Linked DNA regions of Mus musculus: region 2 is linked to region 1. The links are chromatin contacts, called in public Micro-C maps. All regions are on one chromosome and are shown on one strand. The core of a region is the stretch at or near the end of the contact, and the rest is flanking DNA. Distances in the headings are between cores, read along the strand shown.

Evidence for each region. Hi-C and Micro-C count contacts between places; a contact is called where the count stands out from the background.
Region 2: a Micro-C map of trophoblast stem cells shows a contact between it and region 1, with 1.8 times the contacts expected there. The contact joins two enhancer-like sites. A contact is called at or near these places in 2 of 484 Hi-C or Micro-C datasets (the N1E-115 cell line and trophoblast stem cells) and 4 of 115 datasets of contacts at active chromatin or transcription factors (all in embryonic stem cells).

Annotation. Positions count from the first base shown.
Region 1 is chr17:45,903,486-45,907,964 of GRCm38.p6, forward strand. No RefSeq gene overlaps it. Among named protein-coding and RNA genes, the nearest start is that of Gm41584, 20 kb to the left of the region's middle. Within about 2 kb of position 2,281, at least 16 of the 459 cell types and tissues checked have an H3K27ac peak or open chromatin away from gene starts, as enhancers often do. A contact at or near this core is called in the N1E-115 cell line and trophoblast stem cells, where this site is marked.
Region 2 is chr17:46,073,420-46,077,898 of GRCm38.p6, forward strand. No RefSeq gene overlaps it. Among named protein-coding and RNA genes, the nearest start is that of Mrps18a, 35 kb to the right of the region's middle. Within about 2 kb of position 1,877, at least 208 of the 459 cell types and tissues checked have an H3K27ac peak or open chromatin away from gene starts, as enhancers often do. A contact at or near this core is called in the N1E-115 cell line and trophoblast stem cells, where this site is marked.

The sequences.
Region 1 (4,479 bases), core at 1,031-3,530:
ATAGCTGGGGTGGAAGGCACTGCGCTAACTCTGCCGCTCTCTGCCCCCACCTCCACCCTGGACCAGGCGCCTCCCGGTCTTGGAGCCACGGCTTTCCACTGCCTGACCCTGGCTCTACCCCATCTCTGAGGTCTCAGTGGCCAAGAAAGAATGCTCTGGTCTGATATGTCTTGCCTTGGCCAGCCCACGAGAGCCAAGCTCTCCATTTTACAGATAAATATACTGAGACCAGCTAGAAGAAGCCTGCTAGGAAGCAGAGGGCCAAAGAATCCCGTGTCCACTCAACCCCACCCTCTCCAGGCCCGTTTATCCCTGCCTTCTCAGCCGATGCCTCTCACTCATAGCGGGAAGAGTCCCAAGGGATGCCCGCTCTCATAAGCACAGAGGCAGAAGGGGACCAAGGACTGGAAATCGTGCAATGTACACTCAGCTCTTGGTCTGTGGTTTGTTGGCTGTGGGATTGGGACAAGTCACCTTCTGCTCCGAGCTGCAATTTGTCTATAAAACCAAGGAGCTGGCCAAGACCAGCTCTTGTGAGTTTTTGCCTGTTTTTTTTTTCTTCTTCTTCTTTTCTTTTTTTCTTTTTCTCAATACTCTGAACCTCTGATTGTCTTACGTCTATCTCCAGTGCTGGGATTAAAGACTCGTGTTCCCACACCCAGTTTGCTTAGCGCTGAGGATCCAACCCAGGCCTTCTTGCACACTGAATAAGAAAGAGATCTCTCAACTGAGCAGCGAGAGCTCTACCACCCAGCCAGCCCCCGCCCCCACCGTCTTTCTGAATCAATGAACTGGATCCTGGAAGCTTTCCTCATCTTTATCTATTACATCAGCCCTGCCACCTTCCTTGGAACCTGCCAGAGAGACTCTGGGTTCTCAGACTCCATGGGGACACCCATTAGGGATAATCTGTGACTGGTGCTGCCTCTCAGGCAAACTTCCTCCAGTTCCAGGCTCGCTTCTAAGTGTCTCCCATCTGCTGGGGCACCTTCTTAAGGAATGCTTGCTAATTTTAACACTAGCTGAAGCCAGATTTAAGTAAATATGCTAGCAAAAATAAATCCTACAAGTGAGTTGAAGGCAAAATGTACTAGGCTCGAGGCTGCCTGAAGCCTGTCGCTCCCTGCTACTCTGACTGTGTGAAGTTACCCTGCATGGAAGTCCCTGAATGCACCCTCTGGCCAGTAACCTCTTAAAGCCCAGCCTGCTCTACCTCGTGTGTGTGTGTGTGTGTGTGTGTGTGTGTGTGTGTGTGTGTGTACTCACACATGCACATGTGCATGCACATACATGCACGTGAGCGTATGTGCATGTGGAGACCAGAAGTTCATATCAAGTGTCTTCCCCAATCACTCTATACTTTATAGTATTGAGTCAAGGTCTCTCACTGAACTTGGAGTTCTCTGATTAGCTAGACTGGCTGGCTGCAAGCTCCAGGTCTCCTCCTGTCTCTGTTCCCCTCCATGCTGGGATTATAGGAACATACAGCCACACACAGCTTTTTACGTGGGTGCTAAGGCCCTAAACCCAGGCCCACTACCTCTCCTGTGCCTCCAGCCTCACCTCTAAATGCCTCCCTGTGGGGACTAAATTTCAACATGAGTTTGGCGTGGATGCTTAAGCAACAGCAGCCCCCAACTACTTTGGTCACTGCAAATCACCTGCTTGTAACACATGTCAGGCATGGCCTTCCTTGGACCTAAGAGTTCAACCCTTAAACTCAACCAGAATTATCTGAGGGTTATAAGCTCCCAACTCTCAGAGCAAAGGCCTGGGTTGGGAGGCCACAACCCCAGAACCAGTTAAGATGTTCAACCAGTGACTCTCATCTCCCTCGCCTGTCCAGTCTTCTGGAACACAAATATTAAGTGTGTGCATGTATCCATGCATGCAGGCAGACATATGTGTCTGGCATACTTGTATCATGTGGTTTCTCTGGGCACCTCCAGCATGGGTTCCTAGCCCTGATGAGCCTGCAATGTTAAGGGCGTCCCACCCAGCTCTTCCCAATACTACAAACATGCTTCTGCAGATCTCACCTGGTCCCATGTTGAGTCACAGCCTCCGACTCAAGTGTCAGATCTCTGCCCTTAGCTGGCACTTTCTCAAAAGTGCTTGGAAACACACATTATCTCGGCCACGGACAGCTCCTCATTAGTAAAATGGGCAAACGGATCAGCACTAAATAAAGGCAGCATATTTGATAGACAAAACACAGATCCCAGGCAGGGACACTAATCCTGGAAGTCCCCGGGGCCATGGGAATGGTAGGCCCGGATCAAGGACTCAGAGAGCTGTGAGTCAGAGCTAGGCAGGCTCGGGAGCAGCAGAGAGACCATGGAAGGAGAGTGCACTGTGAGATGGTGTTGCTCCCCATGTGATGCTAAGAACTACTCACTCCCCTCGGGGAGGAGGGTGGGTCCAGGGAACTCCCAGGAGAGTGTCTTCTCTTGTTGTTCCCACTTCTGGAAGCCAGAGGCACAGCTGTCCACTTGACCTGGCACAAAGGTGCAGGAGGACTACACTGATCTTTCAGTGGTTAAGGGCACTGTTGCCCTTGCCGAGGACCAGAAGCCAGCTCCCAACACTCACATGGGGGCTGTGACTGTCTGGACCTCCAGCCCCAAGGAAGCTGATGCCTTTGGTCTTCTCCTACATCTGTGCTCAAAAGCACATATCCACAGAAAGACAAATGTGCATGTACGCACATACGTGCCAGTGTGTGAGCACACTCATACACACACACACACACACACACACACACACACACACAACTTTAAAAATCTCTTTTTAAAAAAATGCATGAGGGAGGCTGGGTGTGGTGTCACACACCTTTAATCCCAGCATTTGGGAGGCAGAAGCAGGCTTATCTCTGTGAGTTCAAGGTCAACCTTGTCTATAAAGCAACTCTAGGACAGCCAGAGCTGTTTCCTGGGCTTCCCTGTAACCTGAGCTCTGTGACAGTTCACACTGATTGCCATCTTAACCAGGATCTAAAATCACCCAGGAGACAAGCCACTGGGTGTTGTCAGTACGGGGGTTTTTGATGGGGTTCACTGAGGTAGGAAGATCCATGAACATGGACGGCAGGTACCACCCTGGGGGTTGGGGTCCTAGACTAAAGAAAAAAGAAAATGGGGTGAGGGCCAGTATTTGTTTCTGTTTCCTGAACGTGTGTGTGCGAGGTGACCAGAGTTCTCAAGCTCCTGCTGCCGTGCTGTCCCTGCTGTGACAGGCCACACTGTCAACTGTGGGCCAAATAAACTCTGAAGCCATGGTTGCCAGATGAAGCACTGTGACAACTAATACAGGCTCAGCTCCCCAGAGCTGCCCCCCAGGCCTCTCTGAGTCCCCCGTGAAAGGCAGGTGGCTCTAAAACTACATTTATACAGTGTGTAAGCAGAGAAAGTTATCCTGTGCTGTGGGTTAGAAGAAACAGCTTAGAGTAGAAGCTCAGGTCCTGCCTTCATTTGCTGCCTGCCTCTACTTCCCCATCTGCAAAATGAACCACTCATTGCCCTTTCTAGGCCCACTTAACTGACTGACCTCGGCTTCCCTGAAACTCAGTCTCTTTGCTCATGAGACGGTCAAGTAGATCACCATCTCTTCTGCATCTCTAGGCTTGGAGAAGACCAAGGTTCTGAAGTCTGCCAAAGCGAGTTGAAAATTAGATCACAGAAAGGCACGAAAGGCCTGTTATGAGGACAGCAGGTGTACTCCCCGAGGTGGGGAAGGGGTTGGGGGGGGGGGGCAGGGAGCGCGAGGTTGAAGACTTACAAAGCCACGTGGACTCGGGTGTCTCTGCTTGTTCACAGCGACCTTCTGTTCTAACAAGCCCCGTTGCAGGCTTCTGCATTACAACACTTCCTCCCCATTTGATCTTGAGAACAGTCAGCTAGTCAGTCAGTTATGGCTACTGCCCACACAAAGTGGTAGTACTGCCCCAACCTACAAGCTCAGTGGAAGGGCTTACGTCCAGGGCCGTTCCCTGCGGGATAAAGGATGGACTTTAGGAGGCCACACTGTTCGTACAAGCTGTAGATGCTGGCCAACCTTCAGCTTCTCTCCCTGTCCCTCCACGCTCCTCTACCTATAGGAATGGCCAATACAGATGGCTGCTTTCATGTCCCAGGGGATCAAAGGGTTGGCTGTAGCTTGGGAAGAAAGACATGCTCCTGAAAGCCACCTGAGCAGGTGGGCACAAAGCACTTCCACGCTTGCCCTCTGCAGCCAGCCTGGAGCCCCTCCCACCAGGACGCGCATGCGCACTGGTTGGCCTCCTGCCACGCCTCCCACGATCCCCCCCCCCCCCAGCATCCCCTACCACCACGTGAGTGCACATTACAGGGCAAGACACAGGAGCTTGAAGCCCTGCTTGAAGCACGTTCCTCTTCACTTTGGTTAAGTAATTTGTCTGTGGAACGTGTTGTCCCCGCTGGGTTAAGACACCGTCATGTCTCAGAATAATAAGAGGAAAAA
Region 2 (4,479 bases), core at 627-3,126, 170 kb after region 1:
ACCCTTTTGTCAGCCCCATGGAGGGAGGGCAAAGACTCCCCCTTCCAGATGGGTCCAGGGAGGCAAGAAGAACCTACATCATTCTTAGGCACTTGGCTCAAAATGGTAGTGAGCTGACAGGGTTAGAGAAACTGGACGGGCAACATTAGCGTTTGCCCTTTAACCTTTCCCCTCATTCTGCTTCACACATAGGTGTGCGGGGAAAGCCTAGTCCACAGAGACAGGGATGTAGGTCTCCAGTGGCTAGAGGAAGGAAAGACAGATACTGCTGCATAGAAGAAAGACTTGAATCTGAGGTAAGAGGTGCAGGTCTGCAGGACAGATAGGTGGAACTGGCAGGAGAGTTAGCTCTTGGAAAACACCGAGGGCAGGGCGGAAGTCAGCCGGTTCTCCACCCGTCACAACAGCATGCTAACATGGGACCATTCCTTGTCTACTAGTCTCTCCCCAACACCACCTGACCAGGCAGCCCCATTCCCAGTCCTGTGCCCACAAGGACCAGGATGTGGGCAATGCAAGCCAGACAAGCCCTGACGTAGACAGCCCCACGACCCCCAAACGCAGCCTCCTCCACAGCCGTAAGTCAAATAGTCCTTGTGGTTTGGCCACCAGCCAAGCGCCCACACCCCAGCTCACGGGACCGCAAACTTCCCTGTTGCATCAGGTTACACAGCGCGTGCACACAAGCCGGGAGCTTGTTACACAACCTTGGTGCGCGCGCTCGACACCCACACCCTCCGGGTAGCCTGCGGGTCACACAGAGGAAACCGCAGCCTTGTGTGTATAGGGCACAGGCTCTATTCCAGACTTTTGGCATCCAGACCCGGAGGATGGACGGGTAGAGAGTGTGTGTTTGGGGGAGGGAGGTGGGGTAGGGTGGGGTGGGGTGAAGACTCCTGGCTGGGAGCCAGGGGCTGGGAGCTCTCCCAGTGCCTTGCTTGCTATGGAACCTCAGGAGCTCACATTTGGGAGCCTGCTTCCTTCCTTCTACCACGACGGTCCAGATGTCCCCACCCTCAGTGCGAGTTAGTTTCCTCAAACCCCTACCAACCTTTCTTTTTTAATGAAAGCAGAGACGGGGCGTTAGATGAGAGGACTTCTAAATGAGCTTTTCTTATTTTATTACACACATTAGTTTTAATCTGGTCAGTTCTCCCATCATGTGTGTTCTGGGTCTTGCACTTCAGTTGGTCAGACCTGGCATGAAGCACCTTTGCCCTCTGAGCCATCCCACCTGTCCTAAGGGGGCCTTTTCTGTTGGAACTCTTCCAGAAGAACTGAGCCCCTCTGTCAAGCTTAGGGAAGGAAATTTTCTTCTGTGCACTTTTTTAAATAATAATTTTTATTAGAATACAATTACATCATTCTCTGTGCACTTGTTCTTTGCATTATCTTAGAGGAAACATGTTTCACTCTACTTTATAGTAAGTGGGGGAGGGGTGCAGTTGAGACATGAACCTCCCTAGGACCCACATGCCCTCTAACCCAGATAGGACTGTAAACTGGTGTTTCGCTAAGCATTTGTGGCAACACAGGTGCAGATAAACTCAGGGGACCTTGATAAAATGAGGTTTACACGTTTCCTATCCTTGGTTACCAACCTGCTGAGCCAGAACAAGAAGAGAGATGCCTTGGGCCCAGGTGGCTTCTATAGAAGGCATCCCTAGAGACTTTCCAGGTCCTGCTGGAAGCTGGGCTCAGTAGGCCATGAGCTCAGGCAGCTGTGGAGGCCTACAAGGACATCAGGGCCAGATGACCAAGATAGTCACTTTCAACTACATGAGGCAAACCTCAAGCACCTGTCCAGAACTGGTCCTGCACCCTGGCTATGCAGACAGGTAATGATGCAAGAGGCCCACTACCTTGCTAAAGTTACTTAGATCTGCAGTGACCCCTGCTGGCTCTAGGCAAATCAGCCATCTGGCGAGAAGGCCAGGCCCTCCTGTCCCCTCTCCACCATCTATCTGCCTTTCTGTCATGCTCCGCATTAGCTTTGACCCAGCCCCGTCAGGATTCCCCCATGACCACACCCCACTAACAGGGTCTCCCTTCTTCCTTCCATCCCTATAGGCAGAATATTGCCTATAGGCAACATGTTACTGAGTTCTGGGGCCAGTCCTGGGGATGTAACTACACAGGACTCAAGGGCAGTCAACCCTGGAAGATCAAGGCCACCACACTAATAGCAAACCTTCCTCGACTTTCCCAGGAAGGGAGCCAACCCCTTATGGTAGATGATCCCTAAGAAATAAACACCATCCCTATATCAGCCCAGTTCTCAGGAGGGAAACTGAGGCACATACTTTTTTTTTTTTTTTCAAAAATTAAGTAATAAAGCAAATGGCAAGTCTCGGCTTGGAAACTACTAAGCCACCACCAACTATGCCAATTTCCCACTAGCTTGTCCCAAGGGCACCTCTAGTATTCAAAGTACAGTCTTATCTGCCCCATGCTCACCGCTTTGGGAAAGGGTGACTCAGTAGGCCTTGCCCATGCCCTTCAGAAATGGCCCTGTCATCTACATGTGATTGTCATTGAACTCTTTCTTGGAAACCTACAGATTTCATTTTTGTGCCTGGGACTCGCCCTCCTCAATAAAAGCAGCTTAGCTGGAGCTGACTCTGCCTTGGGGGGTGGGGGGGTGGAGTGGGAGGGGGATAACACGACATAGGATTTACACCTGGCCATTCAAGTGCCAGCACATTTTGACCACAGTGACTGGCTCAGAAAGGACATATGACCAACCCTGGCCAATCAAAGGCAGTCCCAGGATTTTCCTGAAGCCACTGGGAACAAAGACTAGCTTTCCATTCTAAAGCTGCTGAATAGGTGTGTGTGTGTGTGTGTGTGTGTGTGTGTGTGTGTGTGTAACTGTTAGGAGCTTTGCCTGGGGGACATTATGCCAAAGAAGGAAGTCCACACAGGACAACAGAGGCCAAAGTCCTGACGACATATTGTCCAGGCTGTGCCAAAGACAGACCCACCCCTGAACTTCTCAGTGGCAGAAACCAATAAATACATACACACACACACACACACACACACACACACACACACACACACACACTGGCCCCTATTGTTGTCTCCACCACATATGAGTTGAGTCCCTGTTCTTTGAAACTAAGATCTTTCAAAGCCGCCCCCAAAGCCCCAGTGTAAATCATTGCTAACGGCTCTGTCTCCCTGGTTTCAGTTCCTGGGTTTATATAGACATGTTGGACATTTTTAAAATACAAATCGACATCGCTGGCCACCCCTTCCTTCAGGATATACTGCCTTGGTTCCTTTTCAAAGGTCCCTCTCCCAGTCCCTGTCACTCCTCCATGCCTCCTCCACAGTGCCCCTTCTATCTGAAGTCCTGGTCGGTTGTTTCTTTCCTTCGCTGGCTCCTTTTGTCTGTAATTAACAGACACCAACTGTAGCTCCGCAAGCAAACAAGAAAGAACATATTGGGGAAATATTGAGCTACATCAGAGGGTAGACTGGGACACGGGGACACACTTGGGAACAAGGCGGACTTAACTCGGCTCTGCTCCAAAGCCTCTCTGTCCCAGGCTACAACAGTCAAAGTCTAAGCCGAGGCTGACCACCCCACCCAGAGATCAGATCCCTTTGCTACTCCATGAGTGTGAGATGGAACCCCCAGTGGTAGAGTGGGTCTGTAGGGATGGACCCCCCTCCAACTCTGGTATGGGAGAAAAGGGCATATGGTTTTTTCAGGCCATGAGACAAGGAGGCAACATCCCCAAAGGGACACCAAAGACAGAAAGTCATAAAATGAAGGTGGTTGCCTTCCTGGGTCCTCAGGGTTGTACTCCACATCCACACCCCACCCCTTCCCTCCTAGCACTAAGGTCTCCTTGTTCACCTTCATAAGAGGTCCCGCTTCCACCAACAGGCCCACAGTTTCCAGTGCCGATCTGAAGCCTGGAACTGTCTCCTGAGTCCAGGCCCTTTTATCTGTGAGGCTCAAAGGCCTCTAACTCTGTGGGGACACTAACCTGTTCTGCTCCCTGAATCTCTTTTTTTTTTTCTTGACAGAGCTTTATTATGTCATCTTGGCTGGCCTGGAATTCACAGAGAGCCCCCTACCTCTGCATCCTGAGTCCACCACACCTAGCCCCAAGTGTACTCTTTTTCTCAGGGCGATGACCTGCCAGGAAACTGGGAGCCATTAAACCATACTAAAAGTCCTGACGGGTTGAGGGCCTCTTCGGACACGCTTCTCTCTGTCACTGCCAGGTTCACGCAGCTAACTCTCTTTGGCAGAGACTCCTCCTCATCGCCCCTCCTTCAGTAATAGAACTGCTGATTCTAGCTAGCTGCCCAGAAGAAAAAGAGACATTTGTCAAGTCTACCCTAAACCTTCTGTTTACTACAAACAAAAATTTCTCCAGTAACCAGCTGGGATTATTGTGACCAATCAATCTCCAGGCAATGATGTTTGAAGCAGACATGGTGTATACCGCCCACAGATGT